Regions from separate parts of the Gossypium arboreum genome. Here region 1 is linked to region 2. Evidence: chromatin contacts called from public Hi-C data. All regions are on one chromosome and are shown on one strand. Each heading gives the region's core, a stretch centred on a gene start, on an enhancer-like site or on the middle of the called end of the contact. The rest is flanking DNA. Distances are from core to core; before and after follow the strand shown.

Region 1 (3,909 bases), core at 1,353-3,852, 470 kb before region 2:
AGAGAGTTAAGAGATTAGAAAGAACTGAGAAGATAGGATGTGAGTGAAAAAAAAAATTTGAGGGTATTTATAAGTAAAAAATTGTTGTCCCCCTTTTAAATTCTTTTAACATTGCATGATTAATATTCAAAAAGCCGTTAAATTTGACTGTTGGGGAAAAGTATATCTAACTAGACATACTTTTTTATTCTCTCTTAAAAATATTCCATTTCCCTAATTTTTTTTAAAAATGACTTATATGTCTAATTTAACGTATAATGAAAAAGCATGAATAATTGATGGTGAAAAAAAGGTCAACTTTCAGACGGAGGACGTTGAATGACAGACTCTTATTGTGGACTTCGGCAAGGCGGTTCAATTGATTACCAAGATAATTTACTATTAAATAATAAAAAGGACTTATTTTATCTAGAAAGTGAAAGAAGGCAAGAAGAAGAAGAAGAAGAAGAAGAAGAAGAAGAAGAAGAAGAAGAAGCCAAATTGGGAATTAAATTCGCAGGTTTACAAGGCGGGAGCGTGTGAAGGACACATTTGGTGAAACGGGCGTGGTTTGGAAGGCTAAGGGTGAGTTTGGATGGGCGGCGCATTTACCTGCGGTTAGTGTAAAAACAGCGGTGGCGGTGAGATTAGATCATCGTAGCGACATCAGTGGCGTGAGATAAAAAGTAAGTTTAAACGCATCATCGCAAGACCCAATCGCTCATCCTAACCCACCCTGAGTGGACATGGATTTAATATGGATAAGGCATTACAGGTGGGACGAGATGAAAGCTTCCAGCTTTGGTCCAGCACACCTATCTTGACAACTCTCGCCAACTCCCTAGAATACTCCTTTAATTTCCCTAAAACTCAATCTTCTTTTTCATATTTTATTTGATTCTTTCTTCCGCAATCTATTTTTACCAATCCATCACTGCCACCTCTCCCAATTTTATTCCTTTTAATAGTAATGACACATTTCCGAATCCCTTTGGATGCAAGTTTTCTAGATTTTTAAAATATTATATTTATATTATTTTCTAATTACTGAAATTCCATGTAATGAAAATAGTTATTATTTAATACACATTGAGGTATGTAAGTTGAAAAAGAGATAAATATTTTATTAATAGTTATTATTTATATAATTAATTTTTAATATTTAATTATATATTTTAATATTTAATTATACTCTTATATGTTATAGGATACTTGTCAAATCCTTAATACAACTAGTGAAATATAAAAATTCCACTTATAATGTACTAAATAAATATATATATATACATTAAAGTTAATAAGATGATATTTAGTGGTTTATGTTTCTTAAATTTTATAGTGAGAGCATTTTATTTAAATAAAAATATTTTGAGAAATTTTGAAAATCCTTTTCAAAAATTTCAAAATGTTTATTTATGTAATTTTATAAATATTTTATATACTTTTAATCATAAATTCATAACTTTAAAGTAATTCATAACATATATTTAAATTTTAAAAATGTTTTTATTTATTTTATTTCATATATTTTGTCATAATTTCTTAGTTTTGTAAAAGCTAATATAATATAAAATTTTAAAAATAAATTAGGATAAAAAATCAAAATTAAAGTTACAATATTAAATAAAATTTGAAGAGAGATAATTCAACTATACATGTATAATATCGAGTCAAAGGTCAAATTAGTTGAAAAACCATCTCATCTTATTTTATTGTAATCTCTAAATCACTAAGAATTATAAATTGATATAATAAATATCGGATATAATGGTAAAACCTATTACATCTTTAATGAGAGAATATAAGTTCAAACCTTGAAAAAAATATTATTAATAAAACACTTACTTATCTCAAAAGAAATAATTTTGACAAATTATAAAATAGATATAAACAATATCTTAATTCTAAAATTTATTATATTATTAATGAATTTCATTGAGATAAAGAATTTTTTTTCAGTAAAATAGTATGGTATCATTCATAATTTTGATTTACCACCGCCCATCAAAACCATGTAGACTTTTCTTTAATGAGCGAATCTATGGACCCTTTAAATCAGTGCATTGAATATAAAGAAATAATGATTTATTTCACATTTTAGTTATTTTATTCCTTTATTTGTTCTTTTAGATTATATATATATATATATATATATATATATATATTTGTCAAATTATCTTAAAATAAATAAAAAATTAATGTTTTTAATTTTGTTAATGTAGTATAGAAGTAGATTGTCAGGTGACTGATATATAAGTATTTAATCAATTTTTAAAATTTTAAAAATTAAAAATATAAACATTATTTTAAAAATTAAAAATCATTAAAATTATTAACAAAGTATAAATATTTAAAAAATATTTTTAAATATTTTAAAATTTTAAAAATTAATTAAATGATGATTTACCAATAATTCACATAAATCAACAAACATAACAAAAGTTAATTTTTTATATTTTGAGATGATTTGATAAAAAGTACAAATTTAAGGACTCAAAAAAGAGTAAAAATAAATAGAATGCTAAAATAAATTTTTATAAAATTAGAAGCACAAAAATATTATTGTGCCATTTTAAAATGCTTTAAAAATATAAAAATAATGGTGATATTCATTTTTGGGGTGGGTTTTGTATAATAATTGGGGGACCATTCCACCTGGAAAACGAGATATGTGTGGAAATCTGAGAGGGGCGAAGACTGGTTGTGGGCTCCATCAACACTGAGTCTTCTTATTGGTCATCTCTTCTGTATGTTTGGAATTGTGGAAAAATATAGGTAACAATTTGTGGTAAAACCATTTTCAAACTTTGAAACCCAGAAGCAATCTATAATCAAAACCAAAAACCCAAAATCATACAACAGAAAAAAAATTGGTAACCTCTTTCATCTGCCCCCCTTTTCAACGGTAGCAGCATATAAGGGTCATATCTTACCCAGAGGAAAGCCTCCATTGTTTCTTTGTAGAACAAGAAATTGGAGGCGAATCGTCTGGAATTTTAATCTTTTGGGTTTTTTTATTTTTTATTTTTGGTAGAAGATGATAAGATGGTGTATTTCTTCTTTTCAATTAGCTGAGCTGTTTATTAGCTCGGTGGTTCATCTTTTATATGGGTTTTATGTGTACAGCACTGCTGTTGCTGCGGACCTTTCACAGGCTTTGAGTGAATGTGTTTTCAAGTCTAATGTAAGTTTAGAGGTGAAAAAGCAAGATCCCAATAAGTCTACTGTTGATGATCTGCCTCCTATTGTTTTGGTTCATGGCATTTTTGGATTTGGCAAAGGAGTATGTTTGTCTTCCTTTTCTTTTTTCTTTTTGGTGTTCATTAACATGGTTTTTTCTTTTTTTTTTTTTAGTTGAAGCAGAATTTATGATGTGGTGTGGGTTCTGTTTGCAGAAATTCGGAAGCTTTTCATATTTTGGAGGGGCTGAAAAGAAAGATGAGAGGGTTCTTGTGCCTGATTTGGGGTCTCTCACCAGCATATATGATAGGTGAGCTGATTGTTTACGGATTAAATGGTTGAATTTAGGTCCATTTAGGTTTGATTTTGTATGTTGGTATGGGAATTTTGAGAGGGTCATGGGGTTTTGGTTTTCAGGGCTCGTGAATTGTTCTATTATTTGAAAGGTGGGAGAGTTGATTATGGTGAACAACATAGCAAGACTTGTGGCCACTCTCGGTTTGGTCGAATTTATGAACAAGGCAAGCTGAAATGTCCCACCTTTTTTTTATTGATTATTATTATTAATCTATTTTTTCTGTTTGTGTGTTTTCATTTTGACAAAACATTGTTACTAGAAATGACGTTTCGATATTCGTTCTTTGCACTGGATCGATCCACGTTCATTTAAGACTGGTTTGATTATTGTACTGTGATGTTGGGATGACAGGGCATTACCCACAATGGGATGAAGATCACCCTATTCACTTT
Region 2 (4,371 bases), core at 712-3,211:
AAAAAAAAATTCAGATAAAAAATTTCATTTATTTAATAAAATAAGTTTAATTCGTTCTTAAACAAATTAAATTGAAAATTCTGTAATAAAAATCTAATAACAATTTTATGAGTATATAATATGGTTTACATCGTCTACGTATTGACTTTGACTTAGCCATGAAGGAAAATCCCCAAGGGTGAAATAGTAAACCCAGAGAAAATGAGAGTAAAGTTATTTATTTTTTTTATCTAATTTTCCTTTCAGTCCCTGCACGTTTTACACGTTTAAAATTTAATTCCTTTACTTTTAATCTTAAGAATTTAGTCTTTCTTCTATTTGATTTAATAATTGATGTTTAATTTATAATTTCGTCAAAGCATTTTTGTTAATGCAGATTATGTAACATTTTTTTTGGGACATGAAGAAGGATAAAATCATATCTAGACTAAATGAAGCTAACTCATTCTAGAACAATCATCATGTAATTTTTGAAAAATTTTATTCGGGAATTGCATATAGCTATACCTATTTAAAAGTCTTGAAAATACCATTATTACCAGTCCATGGATGATTTTATTGCTCTCTCTGAATACATGTAGTAATTTTAAAATAAAAGAAATGTGCTCACATGACCCACATTACATGTGCTCAAGACCAAATAAGCCAAAAAAAAAGAAGAAGAAAATGTTGAATATGGGGTTGTAGGATTTTCAATTATGAATCTAGAGTTTAAGGTTTTTATATAATGTTTTATAAAAGCAAAATAAAACTCCATACCTTTTTTCTCATATGAATTTTATGTAATTTCAAATTGATTATGTGAGCAATATTTTATTTTAAAATTGTTATATAATCTGTAGTGGTTTTAGAAGTAATTTCGACATGAAAAACATTTTTTGAAGCAAAAGAATTCTAAACAAACAAATTTTGAAGGAAATTTTTGGTTTTTTAAAAGCATTTTTCTGAATGGAGTAGTTCAAATTTTTTAGCTTCTTCTCTTTCAAAAATATTTTTGGCAACTTAATTACCATTTCACCCCTCCAACATATGGCACTTCCTATTCTCTAGCTAATTGCTTAAAAATATTTAAAATTTATTTTCATATATTAAAATATAACAAATTATAATAAATTATTTTCTATATTCTTATTAAAATATCATAATATTAATTAATTTAAATATTATTTAAATGCTTATTTTTAATTTTAATACCATGTCTTAAATGAACATTTTATTTATCAAAAGTACTTTTTGAAAGCAATACTAAACATTTAAATCTTAAACCAAACTTTTCACAAGTATTTCTCAAAATCACTTTCCCAAAACATTCTTTAAAAATACTTCTCAACAGCAATACTAAACTAATCATTTAGCATTACTTTTCAAAAATGATTTTGGGCCAAAAAATATTTTTGAGTAAAAGTTAAAATTATTTGCTTCTACTTTTGACTAAAAAATACTTTTGCAAAACATTTTTGTCTCAAAAATACTTTTGAAAAGTTCAAAAGCATATTGTTTAGCAATATTTTATCTTAAAAATGTTTCTTAAAAGCAATGTTAAACTGATACTAATTTAGGGTCAACTTAACATTGTTTCTAATAAGTACTTTTGGGGGAAAAAATATTTTTGAGATAAAAAATTACTAAACAAGTTACTTTTTGAGCTTTACAAAAGTGCTTTTAAGACAAAAAAAAATGCCTTGGGAAAGTGATTTTTTGCTTAAAATTAGAAGCAAAAAATTTTAACTTTTATTCAAAAATATTTTTTGATCCAAAGCCATTTTTGAGAAATAATACTAAACTAAACCTAATGAAAGTGTTTTGATGGTGTTATCAATTGGAGTAAAATTATCGAATAAAAAAAAATAAAGAGGCTAAATTTTTAGAATTAAAACTATACTAAAAATTTCACACATGCATAGAGTACAGGGACTTAGAGCAGAATTAAACCATTTGTTTTTGCTCTTTCTTTAGGTTTAGTATTTAAAATTGCCACCGATTAACAGAGAGGCACCAGCTCTTTATTCCTTATAAATTTATTTTTAAGATTCAATTTATTTTCTCCTTCTACCTTATTTTTCCCATCAGTTTCTTTTTAATGTTTTGCATTTATCGATTTTCATTAGTTGATAACAAGAGTCTCTCACTGTCTAAATTTTGGGGCTTTTTCTGTGTGTGTTTTTTCCCTTGTGAAAAGGGAGATTATAGTTAATAGGTAGCCGTTGTAAGTGGAACAAGGTTGCTAAAGATCGAACGAGATTTTCTGGAAGTTGATCTTTCTGGGTTCTTCAGCATTGACTTACAATCATATTTTTAAAAAAAAAATATTACTAAAAGGAGTTATAAATTTCTAGAAAAAATGTGGTGGATGATGAATGAAGGAGGAGGGCATTGTCCTAAAAAATCTGATGATATCTATGGAGATGTTTGTGGTCAGGTACTTCAATATTTTGATCTCTTTTCCTTTACCTTTTGATTTTTCTGTTAATCTTTTCGTAGGAATTTCAGGGAAATTGATGCCTTTGAGATTATTATTATTATTATTAATCAATTTAGCTGCTAATTGTTAGCTGTTAATTTCAACTTTTTTGGGGGTTTGGATTATGTTTTTTGAATCTTTCCTTTTAATTTAGGGTTTGAGAGTTTGATGGTTGATTTATCATCGATCTGAAATTGTGTTTAAGTAACCGAAAATCTTTAAAAAGCTAAAGAATAAGTAATTTGTGAACCTAATTTACATCAAAAAATTGGTTTGCTTTTAACCTATTTTATCCGGATTCGAGGTGAGTGCTGTCAATAGCTGTATATGTATTCGGCATGAATGTCAATACGAGTATTTTAGAAAAGATGAAGAATCTAGGTTTGTAACTTTTAATCATGGAGGAACGTCTGGAAAGCTATTACTTTTCATAGAATCTTATAGGGCATTACTTCGAATATGAGTTGCATGTATTCCATTGCTTTTCTGAACTTCCCCTTGCAAATCATGATGTTTATCGGCAGGGGCGAAGTCAAGAATTTTATGTTGGGGATCGGGATAATAGAGAATCAAATTATAAAACGTATCCCCCTTTGCTTTTTATACTCAAATAAATTTGATTAGTATTAATATCATATCTTCTCGATGTTATAGGATTTGAGCCGGTTGAGCATGTCGAGAATCCGCTGCATACTGCGTGGCATTGATTTGAGAACTTGTATTTTGCTGTTTGTGCTGGTTCCGACATGCATATTTGGTATATATACTCATGGGCAGAAGATTTCATACTTCCTTCGACCACTCTGGGAATCACCACCGAAGTCTTTCCATGATATCCCACATTATTATCATGAGAATGTATCGATGGAAAAGCTCTGTAAACTTCATGGTTGGGGAATTCGTGAATTTCCGAGACGGGTTTATGATGCAGTTTTGTTTAGCAATGAGGTGGATATCCTAACAATACGGTGGCAAGAGTTGTACCCTTACATTACACAGTTTGTTCTTCTCGAGTCTAATTCAACATTTTCGGGAATTCCAAAGCCTATGGTTTTTGCTAGCCATCGAGATCAATTCAAATTTGTTGAGCCCCGGTTAACTTATGGCACAATTGGAGGAAGGTTTAAGAAAGGAGAAAACCCTTTTATTGAGGAGGCTATGCAACGAGTAGCATTAGACCAGCTTCTCAAAATAGCTGGAATTACTGATGACGACTTATTGATAATGTCAGATGTTGACGAAATACCGAGCGCACATACTATCAACCTCTTGAGATGGTGTGATGACATACCTCAAGTTCTTCATCTTCGGCTGAAGAATTATCTTTACTCGTTCGAATTTCTCGTGGATAATAATAGTTGGAGGGCATCAATCCATAGGTATCAGACAGGTAAAACAAGGTATGCGCATTATCGGCAGGCGGATGAAATTTTGGCCGATGCAGGTTGGCATTGCAGTTTTTGCTTCCGCCACATCAACGAGTTCCTATTTAAGATGAAAGCTTACAGCCATAATGATCGAGTGAGGTTCTCTCATTATTTAAATCCGAAACGAGTTCAGAGAGTAATCTGCAAGGGTGCGGATTTATTCGACATGATTCCTGAGGAGTACACATTCAAGGAAATAATCCGTAAAATGGGACCTATACCGCATTCCTACTCGGCTGTTCATCTTCCTTCGTATCTTTTAGAGAATGCGGACAAATATAAATTTCTACTACCCGGAAATTGTTTGAGAGAAAGTGGGTAATTCTTGTAACAAGCTTCAGATGTTTGCATTTGTAAAGGCTAGTTCGAGGTGCTACCGAACAATCTACGGGGAAAATGCTTGAAATCCCAGGTTTGTATAGAAGTTATTGTTGACCCGAGTTTTAGTTGGAGGGTATTTGGTTCACTGATCCATTCATAGTT

The links. Hi-C and Micro-C count contacts between places; a contact is called where the count stands out from the background.
Region 1: a contact with region 2 is called in a Hi-C map of leaf, with 2.6 times the contacts expected there. The contact joins the promoter of LOC108450198 here to the promoter of LOC108465801 in region 2. A contact is called at or near these places in 2 of 5 Hi-C or Micro-C datasets (both in leaf).

Annotation. Positions count from the first base shown.
Region 1 is chr5:49,674,429-49,678,337 of ASM2569848v2, reverse strand. LOC108450198 reads left to right here and starts at 2,602. Exons shown (of 9, transcript XM_053029089.1): 1 at 2,602-2,754; 2 at 3,106-3,262; 3 at 3,375-3,469; 4 at 3,577-3,680; 5 at 3,869-3,909. The coding sequence starts at 2,729.
Region 2 is chr5:49,204,087-49,208,457 of ASM2569848v2, reverse strand. It overlaps LOC108465801, which reads left to right and starts at 1,961. Exons shown (of 2, transcript XM_017766181.2): 1 at 1,961-2,419; 2 at 3,116-4,371. The coding sequence starts at 2,342. The coding sequence ends at 4,210.